Regions from separate parts of the Mus musculus genome. Here regions 2 and 3 are each linked to region 1. A link is a contact called in public Hi-C data. All regions are on one chromosome and are shown on one strand. Each heading gives the region's core, a stretch centred on a gene start, on an enhancer-like site or on the middle of the called end of the contact. The rest is flanking DNA. Distances are from core to core; before and after follow the strand shown.

What was found. A called contact is a pair of places that touch in the nucleus more often than the background predicts.
Region 2: a contact with region 1 is called in a Hi-C map of bone marrow-derived macrophages, with 19 read pairs. The contact joins two enhancer-like sites. A contact is called at or near these places in 1 of 15 datasets of contacts at CTCF or cohesin (CD8 T cells), 5 of 484 Hi-C or Micro-C datasets (LSK cells, bone marrow-derived macrophages, nephron progenitors and 1 more) and 2 of 115 datasets of contacts at active chromatin or transcription factors (CD8 T cells and bone marrow-derived macrophages).
Region 3: a Hi-C map of bone marrow-derived macrophages shows a contact between it and region 1, with 18 read pairs. The contact joins two enhancer-like sites. A contact is called at or near these places in 2 of 484 Hi-C or Micro-C datasets (both in bone marrow-derived macrophages).

Annotation. Positions count from the first base shown.
Region 1 is chr16:24,639,016-24,642,083 of GRCm38.p6, forward strand. All of the region lies in intron 5 of Lpp (LIM domain containing preferred translocation partner in lipoma), which reads left to right. Among named protein-coding and RNA genes, the nearest start is that of Mir28a, 190 kb to the right of the region's middle. Within about 2 kb of position 1,471, at least 25 of the 459 cell types and tissues checked have an H3K27ac peak or open chromatin away from gene starts, as enhancers often do. A contact at or near this core is called in bone marrow-derived macrophages, where this site is marked.
Region 2 is chr16:24,897,342-24,900,578 of GRCm38.p6, forward strand. All of the region lies in intron 10 of Lpp (LIM domain containing preferred translocation partner in lipoma), which reads left to right. Among named protein-coding and RNA genes, the nearest start is that of Gm22672, 15 kb to the left of the region's middle. Within about 2 kb of position 1,905, at least 4 of the 459 cell types and tissues checked have an H3K27ac peak or open chromatin away from gene starts, as enhancers often do. A contact at or near this core is called in bone marrow-derived macrophages, where this site is marked.
Region 3 is chr16:25,023,293-25,026,352 of GRCm38.p6, forward strand. No RefSeq gene overlaps it. Among named protein-coding and RNA genes, the nearest start is that of A230028O05Rik, 35 kb to the right of the region's middle. Within about 2 kb of position 1,514, at least 40 of the 459 cell types and tissues checked have an H3K27ac peak or open chromatin away from gene starts, as enhancers often do. A contact at or near this core is called in bone marrow-derived macrophages, where this site is marked.

The sequences.
Region 1 (3,068 bases), core at 221-2,720:
ATAGTACACTGGCAATAGTTGTGTGAGTGTATTGGTCTGAACCTATGAGCTGTCTATGGAACACCAGAGTCTGTATTTTTAGTTCATTTCCTTAGGCAAATACAAACATTGCACAGTTACCTCGGGCATACACAAGCTAGACTGTCAGCATGAGCACAAGGAACCTATTAGTTTAACATGTACCAGGTCCCTCCTTAAGCTTTGGATGAGAAAATCGAAAGGGGACATTTATAAGCTAAGCGCCACATGTGTGTCGGATTGAGTATAGATTACAAACCATTCAACCTATATCAAATACTGAACTTCGGCTAAGGCTGGCTTGAACTCTGAGAGATAAAGTCCATACAGTTTATCTCGCCTGTGCCATTTTAACTCAGAATTGTGTTGTATCTTAAGTTCTGGATGCTGGGGCTTCTTTCATGACTTCCAAAAGCACATACTTTTCTGGTTTTTGGTTGTTTTTTTTTTTTTAACAATTTGCCATGGACAATTTTAAAAACTGTTGTAACAATTATTTTAATGTTTCTTTCCACATATGTCATCATCTTCAGCAAGGATTGGCTCATGTACTTCTTTGTACTGCTGTTCCTCCTGTCGCATGTAGTCCCTCTCTCTTCTTTCCACAGCCTTCCTTCCCTTTGATGGTCACTTCATCTCCTCTGTACCTCAGTCCTTCCCTCCGGAATTGTCTCAGAGATAATCTCAAATATCACAGAATACAATCAGTGCTGTAAAACTGAAACTTTTGTAGGTGTGTCAAAAGCACTTCTCTCAGCCATAAATAATGTTAGGTGACCATTTTTGCAGGGTGTTTATTGATCTTGTGGCTTTTGCCTTGGGGCATGGTGTGGGAAAGTTTAAGAGTAAAAATTTTAATTCTGAGTGACTTCTCTGGTTGGGTGAAGTGACAGACTGGTCTGTGTCTATTGTAGCTATTATATATATTTAAAATATTTAGTCAAATGAACCATATTAGCATTAGTGAGTCTATTGTATTGTCAGTAGAGTTCTGCTCTTAATTATAAACTATTTTAAGATATAGATAGAAGCACAGGTATATATAGCCAATACTTCATTAAGGTTAGTGGTTTCTCTGATTTCCTCAGTCTAGGTTATAAGATTCTGTGTGGTAAGCACAGAAGGTGTTTGCTTTTAACCAAATTACCTAGAAAATAGAGAGGGAGGCAGAAGTTTATATTCTTAGAATGAGGAAACCCAAGTGAGGTGTTTCTAATATAGAGGCAGAGAGCAGACAGACAGTACATAGCATAGCATAGCATAGCATAGCATAGCATAGCATAGCATAGCATAGCATTGATTGCTGTGGTCTCATTACATCTTCATAAAAGCTTCCTGAGCAAGGGTGTTCTCAGTGATCCACTTGGGGAAGCAAGAAGAGTTAATGTGGGTCCCCACTTTCCCTGCTCACACGGCGCTGAGTTTCCCAGGCTTTTGTAGAAGTATGCTTTTAGTTCCTCCTGTGTCATTGTGACCACTTTTTGTAACAACTTGACTCATAGCATCCCAGGGAGGCTTGCCATTCTTTAGGGCTGGGAAGGCATAGTGGGGCAGCTCAGCCTGTGGCTGTGCATCATGGGATACAGGCCTTTCCATGTTGCTGACCACGAGGCGCACAGAGGTAGAACATAACCATGTCTTCCATCAGTCAGGTCTCAGTTCCTCACAGCTCTATAGCTTCAAAATCCCGATAAAGTGAAGCAAAGGGTTCAAGAATGATTCTGTGGAGACATTTCCCACTCAGATGATGGCACCATGATAAGGGAAAACCTTAAAATATTTGTCCAAAGGGCTTATCTGCCTAACAGACCACCGGAAATGAGATGACATTTCCCATTAAGCCTGATTCTAGATCCTTACACCCAGTTGTTCCTAATAGATCCATAACCCTGGCTTACTTGGGTCCTCTGATCAGATGCATGGGTGTTCTGTTGCATGGATCTCCTTGTAAGCTAAAGAGATCCCTGGTTATGTGTCCCTGTTCTGTATTAGGTGCCAGTTTCTCACGGTTCTCTCTCATACTCACGTCTCCTTTGCTTGTGTCAAGGAGCTGCTGCTGAAGAGATGGGTGGCAGTTTCATTGCAGCAGCTTGATGAAGTGACTTTCTGCACACAGAGTGAATTAGTTGGCATGTCACAATTCTGGCTTTATTTTCCCTTGTCCCATGATAGGATTTTTTTTTTTTTAAAACAAACAATTGCCTAATCAGGTAACTCACATCTTATCCAAACAGCATTAACTTTGTGTGTGTGTGTGTGTGTCTGTGTGTGTGTGTGAGTGTGTGTGATTCTGTTAGCGTTTTTGAATTTTATGTATTATGCGCATATATACTAGTGTTACCTTTACATTTGGGGTGTCTTTTAATTTTGCTGTAATTTGCAAGTATAATCAAGTTCATTTCAATTTGCTTTGAAGTTATTAATCTGTTGATGGAGGTTGAAGGTCTAAGTGGATTTGAAATGACTTCCCGTGTGCCATGTGCTGACTCAGTAGCTCACACTGCCTCTCTTCCTGTGTGTTCACTGTACGTCTGTTCCCCTCACACCTGCTATGCCTGCATAACTCTTAACCTTTCCGGTTGCATTTGCCCTGCCTTCCCTGCAGTTTCTTTACTAGTGAAGAGCCTCACTTTCTGCTATGCCTCACTGTGCTGGGTCCCTGCCTCCTCGGGGGTATTAGTGTGTTCTGTGGCCCTACCTGTGTTCAGAATAGAGACACTGCTCCTCTGCCCCTGCTGTTTGGTAATGCGGACTGTGGAACCTTAACATATGGCCTCATCAGTAATAAACTCCCCTGAGAAGCCATGTCAGCCACTTGCTCCCCAGAATGTCCTCATGAAACATCCTTGGCAGGGTAGCACTAACACTCGGGGCTTTCTGTAGCACTGCCCTTTTTTTTCTAAATAACAACAACACACAAAAACAAAACAAAACAAAACAAAACATAAAACAGTGTTTCCCTGTGTAATAATTCCCTTTCCTAGTTCCTGGCCCTCACTTGTGAGTACCTTTAACCCAGTATCTGAGTTGAGGTGTTGGGAATATGTAAA
Region 2 (3,237 bases), core at 655-3,154, 260 kb after region 1:
ATTGATTGAGTCAAGATACATTGAGTGTGGGGCTGGTGAGATGGCTCAGCAGTTAAGAGCACCGACTGCTCTTCGTAAGGTCCTGAATTCAAATCCCAGCAACCACATGGTGGCTCACAACCATCCACAACAAAAATCTGATGCCCTCTTCTGGAGTGTCTGAAGACAGCTACAGTGTACACACATATAATAATTAATTTAAAAATTTTTTTTAAAAGATACATTGACTGTATAATAAAGAAATTTATTTTCCCGATATCCATAAAATATTTAGAAAAACATTTATCAAATCAAAATCTAAAAGGAAAATACATATGGTACACCAGTTTAGTCCTACATCTTGGGAGGCTGAAGTAGGTATGTTGCAAGTTCATGGCCACTCTTGATTACATAGGGAAACCCTGTCCAAAAGGAAAAAGCAAACAAATTCTGAAAGGGAACTGTAGCTGAATCCAGCAGTTGACTAGCCAAGATAACAGCCGAGAAATGAAAAGTTAAGTAAACAAACACCCTGCTTGTGCAGACTGCTTCAACTACGGAAGGAAGATGATAATGCCTGCCAGACAGAGGACGTGGATGGAGGTCTAAGTCACAGAAGCCACTGTAAGGAGAGTACAGAAAATACCTTGATGCTCATAGGAGATGCTGCCTAAAGAAGGGGTGGGATGCAGGCCATTCATGACAAGTTGTTGGTAACTGAAAAAAAATTCTAGGATATTCTATAACAGTGAATTCAAGGCCAGCTGAGGTTAGAAAAGACCCTGTCTCATGGGGAAGGGTCGGAGGTGGGTGGGAATTAATGAATGCGGTACAAATAAATCTAGACAAATGTTACAAACTGTGGGGGTGAAAAAAGTGTGGGCATAACTATAGACCATTTCCTTTCTCTCCACTGAACCTAGGCTCCTTTGCTCTGAGTAAAATGCTTTAATCCTAGTACACTTTTTCTCAATGTAGCCTTGCTAACATGCACAAAACCTTAATTTCAAAACCCATGCTTCATAAACCAGGTATGCTAGCACATACCTGTAACTACAGCCAGGGAGGTGAAGACAGGGTGATTAGGAGTTCAATGCCAGCCAGGGGTGCAGTAGACCTTCCCTCAAAAAAAAAAAAAAATCACATGTTTCATAGGAAAGATGCTTTTTCTGTAAATCTAAAATATGCAAGGGGGGGGGGGGACCCTCAACCTCACCAATGTAGATGAAAGTCAGAAGTGCTACCTGAGAAAAGGCGAGGAAATGTCACTAACAGGGTTTCTCCTATCTTCAAAGAACAAATGATGCCTGCAGTGTCTCCACCCTCAGCCTTCTGAGACCCTAACTTAGCCTGCCTCAGGGAGGGAGTGCTAATCTAACTGCACATGTGGAGAAAGCCTAAAAGAAATGTTGAGTTCAGTGCTGCGTGATAAATTGGAGTGGTAAAGTGAATGCCACATAGTAAAATATTCTCAATTATTTGATGAGTGCAATATTTGAACAATATTAGCAGCCTTTAAAATACTTGGTTTAAACTCATATAGCACATTGGGGCAGGGAGAGAATATGAGTGTAATTCTCTCCATGGATACGTTTCACTGAAATGATACTTCATAAATTTGTTACAAATTTTTTAGGATTTAATTATTCTAAAGAGTGTGTGCGTGCTTGCATGCATGCATACATGTGTGTGTGTGTGTGTGCATGTGTGTGTACGTGTGCATGTGCGTGATGGGTGTACCATGCTGGTAGATGTCAGAAAAGGGCATCAAATCCCCTAGAACTGGACTTACAGGTGTTTGTGAGCCTATGTTTTAGGAACCAAACCCAAGTTCTCTGCAAGAGCAGCAAATACTCCTAACAGCTGAGCCACGTCTCCAGCCTATCATGCCTTTTTTTAAAAACAAGCAACCACCCCAGCACAAAGCCAGCTCTAAATAAAATGAGGAAACTAGTTTAGTTGAATAAGGCCAGCCTTCCTACCCTTGAATCTAGGAATGTGCACGATCATCTCTTATATTTGTATTTTTCTAAACATGCTTTTTAACTTTTGAAGTAGGACTATGAAAACAAAAAGAAAAGAAAAGGCTAAATGCATATATGTTTGCACAATTATGTAGGTTTTATTTTTTTGACACAGACATAACAAATAATATAAAGGTCCACATACTTGTTACCCGGTTTAACAAAAAACTATTAGAAATGCACTGGATTCTTTGTTCTCATCACAGTCCCCAAACTTCCTTCTGTCATACCCATGGGGTTCTAATGCACATCTTTGCAGTGTGCACTGTTGTTTACATGCAGGGTTTCATAGCTGTAAATATAGAACATATAAACATTTATAGACAATGGTAGACTATAAAACATGATTAAATCTAAAGTGGTAGGACAAAGCCTAAAAAGCTGACAAGATAAAAGTTACAAGGTTAGATTTAAAGAATACATGAGAGATAGCCCTTCCATAAAAGCCGTAAGAAAAACTGAGCAACTAGGCAACACTGGAAATTGTGTCTGTGTAACGGAATTTAGGGTGCTTTGGAGCCCGCCTGACACTTGTATGCCACTCTTAGAGCCACTCATTCATAATCAGCAGTATGTCCAATCTATGGCTACCTTTTCTAATGATATAGCTCTGTCCTCCTGTGGACACTGGGCAGTACTTTACTGACAGAGAAGCTGAAGCACATACCTCCTAGTTGACTGACCAGAGCAACAGGAAGTCCTTATTGATAACATTTATAACATTTCCCCCTAACTCTTATCCCAAAGTATACCAATTTCTATTGTATTTGAATAAGAACATTTAAGGCCCAGAAGGAACTAAAATTAAAGAAGTACTTTAATTCAGTGCTGTTGTTTTATGGCTGGAAAAGCTAACAGCCAGAGAAAGTTTGTTGATTTGCCTGAATTCACATGTTTGGCAATGGTAGAAGCATGAATAGAAACCAAGAGCCTTGGTGGTACCTTCAGAGACCCTCCCTCTTTAGGAGAGTTTTGAAATAACTAAGCCTATGTGTCTACAGAGACAGAGTGATCCCTGGGGAAAGCTGGACTCTGCCCACTTCAGTAGGACCGTGAACCAGGACAGCATTTGCTTCAGCTCTGACCAGAATGAAGGGTCTCGTATTTCCAGGTTCAGTGCCTCTGAAATGTTATGCTAGAACCTTCTTCCTGCCCCAGTTTGTTTATTTTTAAATGAAGCATGAACTCACCAGCCAGTGTTTGACAGAGTTTGGATGAATGTCAGCATCAGGCC
Region 3 (3,060 bases), core at 264-2,763, 380 kb after region 1:
TCTAGGCTATTTAGTGTGATCCTGTCTCAAAAATTAAAATAAGTCAAATTGAAGTTCCATGGTTGGTTTTTAAAAGCGGTTTGGGACTTGGATCACTTTTGGCAAAGCACCAGCAATGCCTGGTCCAGTGATTCTCAACCTCTGGGTCAAGAAGGGGTTGTCTATCAGATATACCGCACATCAGATATTTACATTAGGATTCATAACAGTAGCAAGATTATAGTTATGAAGTAGCAACAAAAATAATTTTATGGTTGTAGGTCACCTTAACCTGAGAAACTGTATGGAAAGGTTGAGAACCACTGGTCTACTGTGTGGATATGGATTCTATAATCTCTTCCTGGAGATCATAGAAATGGAAAAATCTATACAGGAGGACATTATACATGTAATTAAACAAGTTATAAATTCATACCTGCCTAGCTGCCTGGGGAAGTTCTTGTCAATGGTTTTCATATCATACACTATAAATGACTGCAATTTGACCAACTCTGGAAAGAAATTCAGAGGAAACTCTGCTTTACTTGAAAATGTTCAGATATAGTAACCTTATAGGGCTGGTAAGCTTTCATTTCATAGTCTCACATCACACGCATATTGAGTTTTGTCGCATTCAACCACTAGAGATACTTGTCAGACATCCAGTGTGGCAAAAGATGCCCACACTAAAGACTCATTTACCCAGAGAACAACCAAGTAAACAAACCTTACCAAAGTCGGTAACCCAGTGAGAAGCCATGCTGGGTTTTATAGATTTTGTTTTATATTAAAGAAGATTTAATTTTCCATGGGGTCTGTGGCCGTGCCCTCAATCTCAACCTGACACATGTTTTTTTTTTTTTTTTTGTTTTTTTTTTTTTTTTTTTTTTTTTTTTTTTCTCTCTGTAACAATTGTGTAGGAGTTAAGGCTCAGGGACAAAACCAAATGCTACTCCTCTTGATGCAGTGCGTGACAATGCTAAGAGAGGAAGATAGCACCTTCAACTTAGTTCAACTGTGTCTTCTGTGTCAGACTCAAGCTTAGTACATCAAATGGTAGCTAAGGGTTTTCCCCTTCCTACTATAAAATCAGTGGCCACACTGACAACATAAAATCTCATCTGGGAAAAGACCAAGAGATCCAACTGTTGAGTTTCTGTGGGCAGCAGCGATGCTTTGGAAGCATCTCTTGCTAAGAGAACCAAGCTCCCTTATCTTTACTGCCAACGTCTTCCTGACACGACTCCCTATCCCATTAAATCCTAAACTCACATCTCTAAAAAGTTGTACTTCCCCTCTGACTTACAATTTCAACCCATTTGTTCCAGTTGCATCCTCTGATGCCACACAGGGAAAAAAAAAAAAAAAGTCCACAAATCTGTCCCCTTCTTATCATGGCACCTCTTTGCTTTGAACATTGTGAACTCCCTTAGTTAACTTTATATTGCTGTGGCAAAATGTTCTGAACAGAAGCAGCTCAGAGAGGAAAGGGTTTGTCTAGCTAGCGTACCCTTCCAACGTCACAGTCTGTGGTTGAGAGGCTAGGAACTCAAGTAGGAAATGAAACAGAAACCATGGAGGAATATTGCTTACTGGCACATTCGTTTTCTCTCTCTCTGTCTCTGTTTCACTGTCTCTGTCTCTGTCTCTGTCTCTGTCTCTGTCTCTCTCTCTCTCTCTCTCTCTCTCTCCCACCTCTCTTCCCCTTTCCTCTTCCCTCCTCCCGGCCACTCAGCTTCAGCCGGGAAGACATAACATAACATAACATAACATAACATAACATATGTTTTGCTGGACAAAACATAATTGGCTTTCCTAGGGTTGGTCCCAAATCCCTTATATGGCACCTATAAGGTGAGTAGGCTTTCAAAAGTCTTTCTAATTCCTAATAGGCTAATGTATGTGGGGGTTTCTACTCCCATAGCACAGTTGTAGGATGAATGGAAGGTAAATGGCTTCAGCAGGCTTTCTTCCATAGCCCAGTCACACCTGCCTAAGAATGGCACAACCCACAGTGGGCTGGCCACTCTACCATGAATTAGCAATTAAGAAAATGCCTCCCAGACACACCCTCTAGTCAGTCCAATCCAAGCAATTGGGACTCCTTCAGATAACTCTGGACAGCATCAAGTTAACAGCTGAAACTGAGTAGAAAATAAATATTGTCTTAAAAACAAAAGTATATTCCTTTCATTTTGTTTCTACAGTATCCTTGGCAGTTTAAACATTTACCTTCCATTCATCCTATAATTGTGCTACAGGAGTAGAAACCCCCACATACATTAGCCCATTAGGAATTAGAAAGACTTTTGAAAGCCTACTCACCTTATAGGTGCCATATAAGGGATTTGGGACCAACCCTAGGAAAGCCAATTATGTTTTGTCCAATTTCTCAGTATTGTGGAGCCTGGCAAGCCCTGTATATGTAATGCTGATCAGCTGATATCATTTTACAAGGTTGAAATTAAGCCATAGGTTCTTTGCCAGGCTACTACCTGGTCCTGTGTGGTCATTTAAACAATCACTATTATACAAATAAAACATGAAGACTATACAGAACATACACACACACACACACACACACACACACACACACACAAAGAGCATGGGTGTACTAGCATGTCTTTGGTATGGGAAGGTACTCTTCTTGGTACCAACAGAGACTACATATTGGTTGTATATATCAGTCTGTTGAATCCTGCTGTTTAAGATTGTAGTCTATTGTCAGGCAGTGGTGGTGCACACCTTTAGTCCTAGCACTCAGGAGGCAGAGGCAGAGGCAGGCGGATTTCTGAGTTCAAGGCCAGCCTGGTCTGGTCTACAGAGTGAGTTCCAGGACAGCCAGGGCTACACAGAGAAACCCTGTCTCAAAAAAACCAAAAAAAAAAAAAAAAAAAAGATTGTAGTCTACCATGACCAGACAACTTTTCTTTTTCTGAGCTCTGTGCAAAATGGAGGACTCTCTTTTCCAGCAGAGCTTCCACTTTGCTGCCTGACCTTTTCTGAGGAGCCCTGTGCCCACCCCCTCTATCTGAGGAAGGTCAGGAAGCCCTTGGCAAAATTCCAGGCTCAACTTCCTCC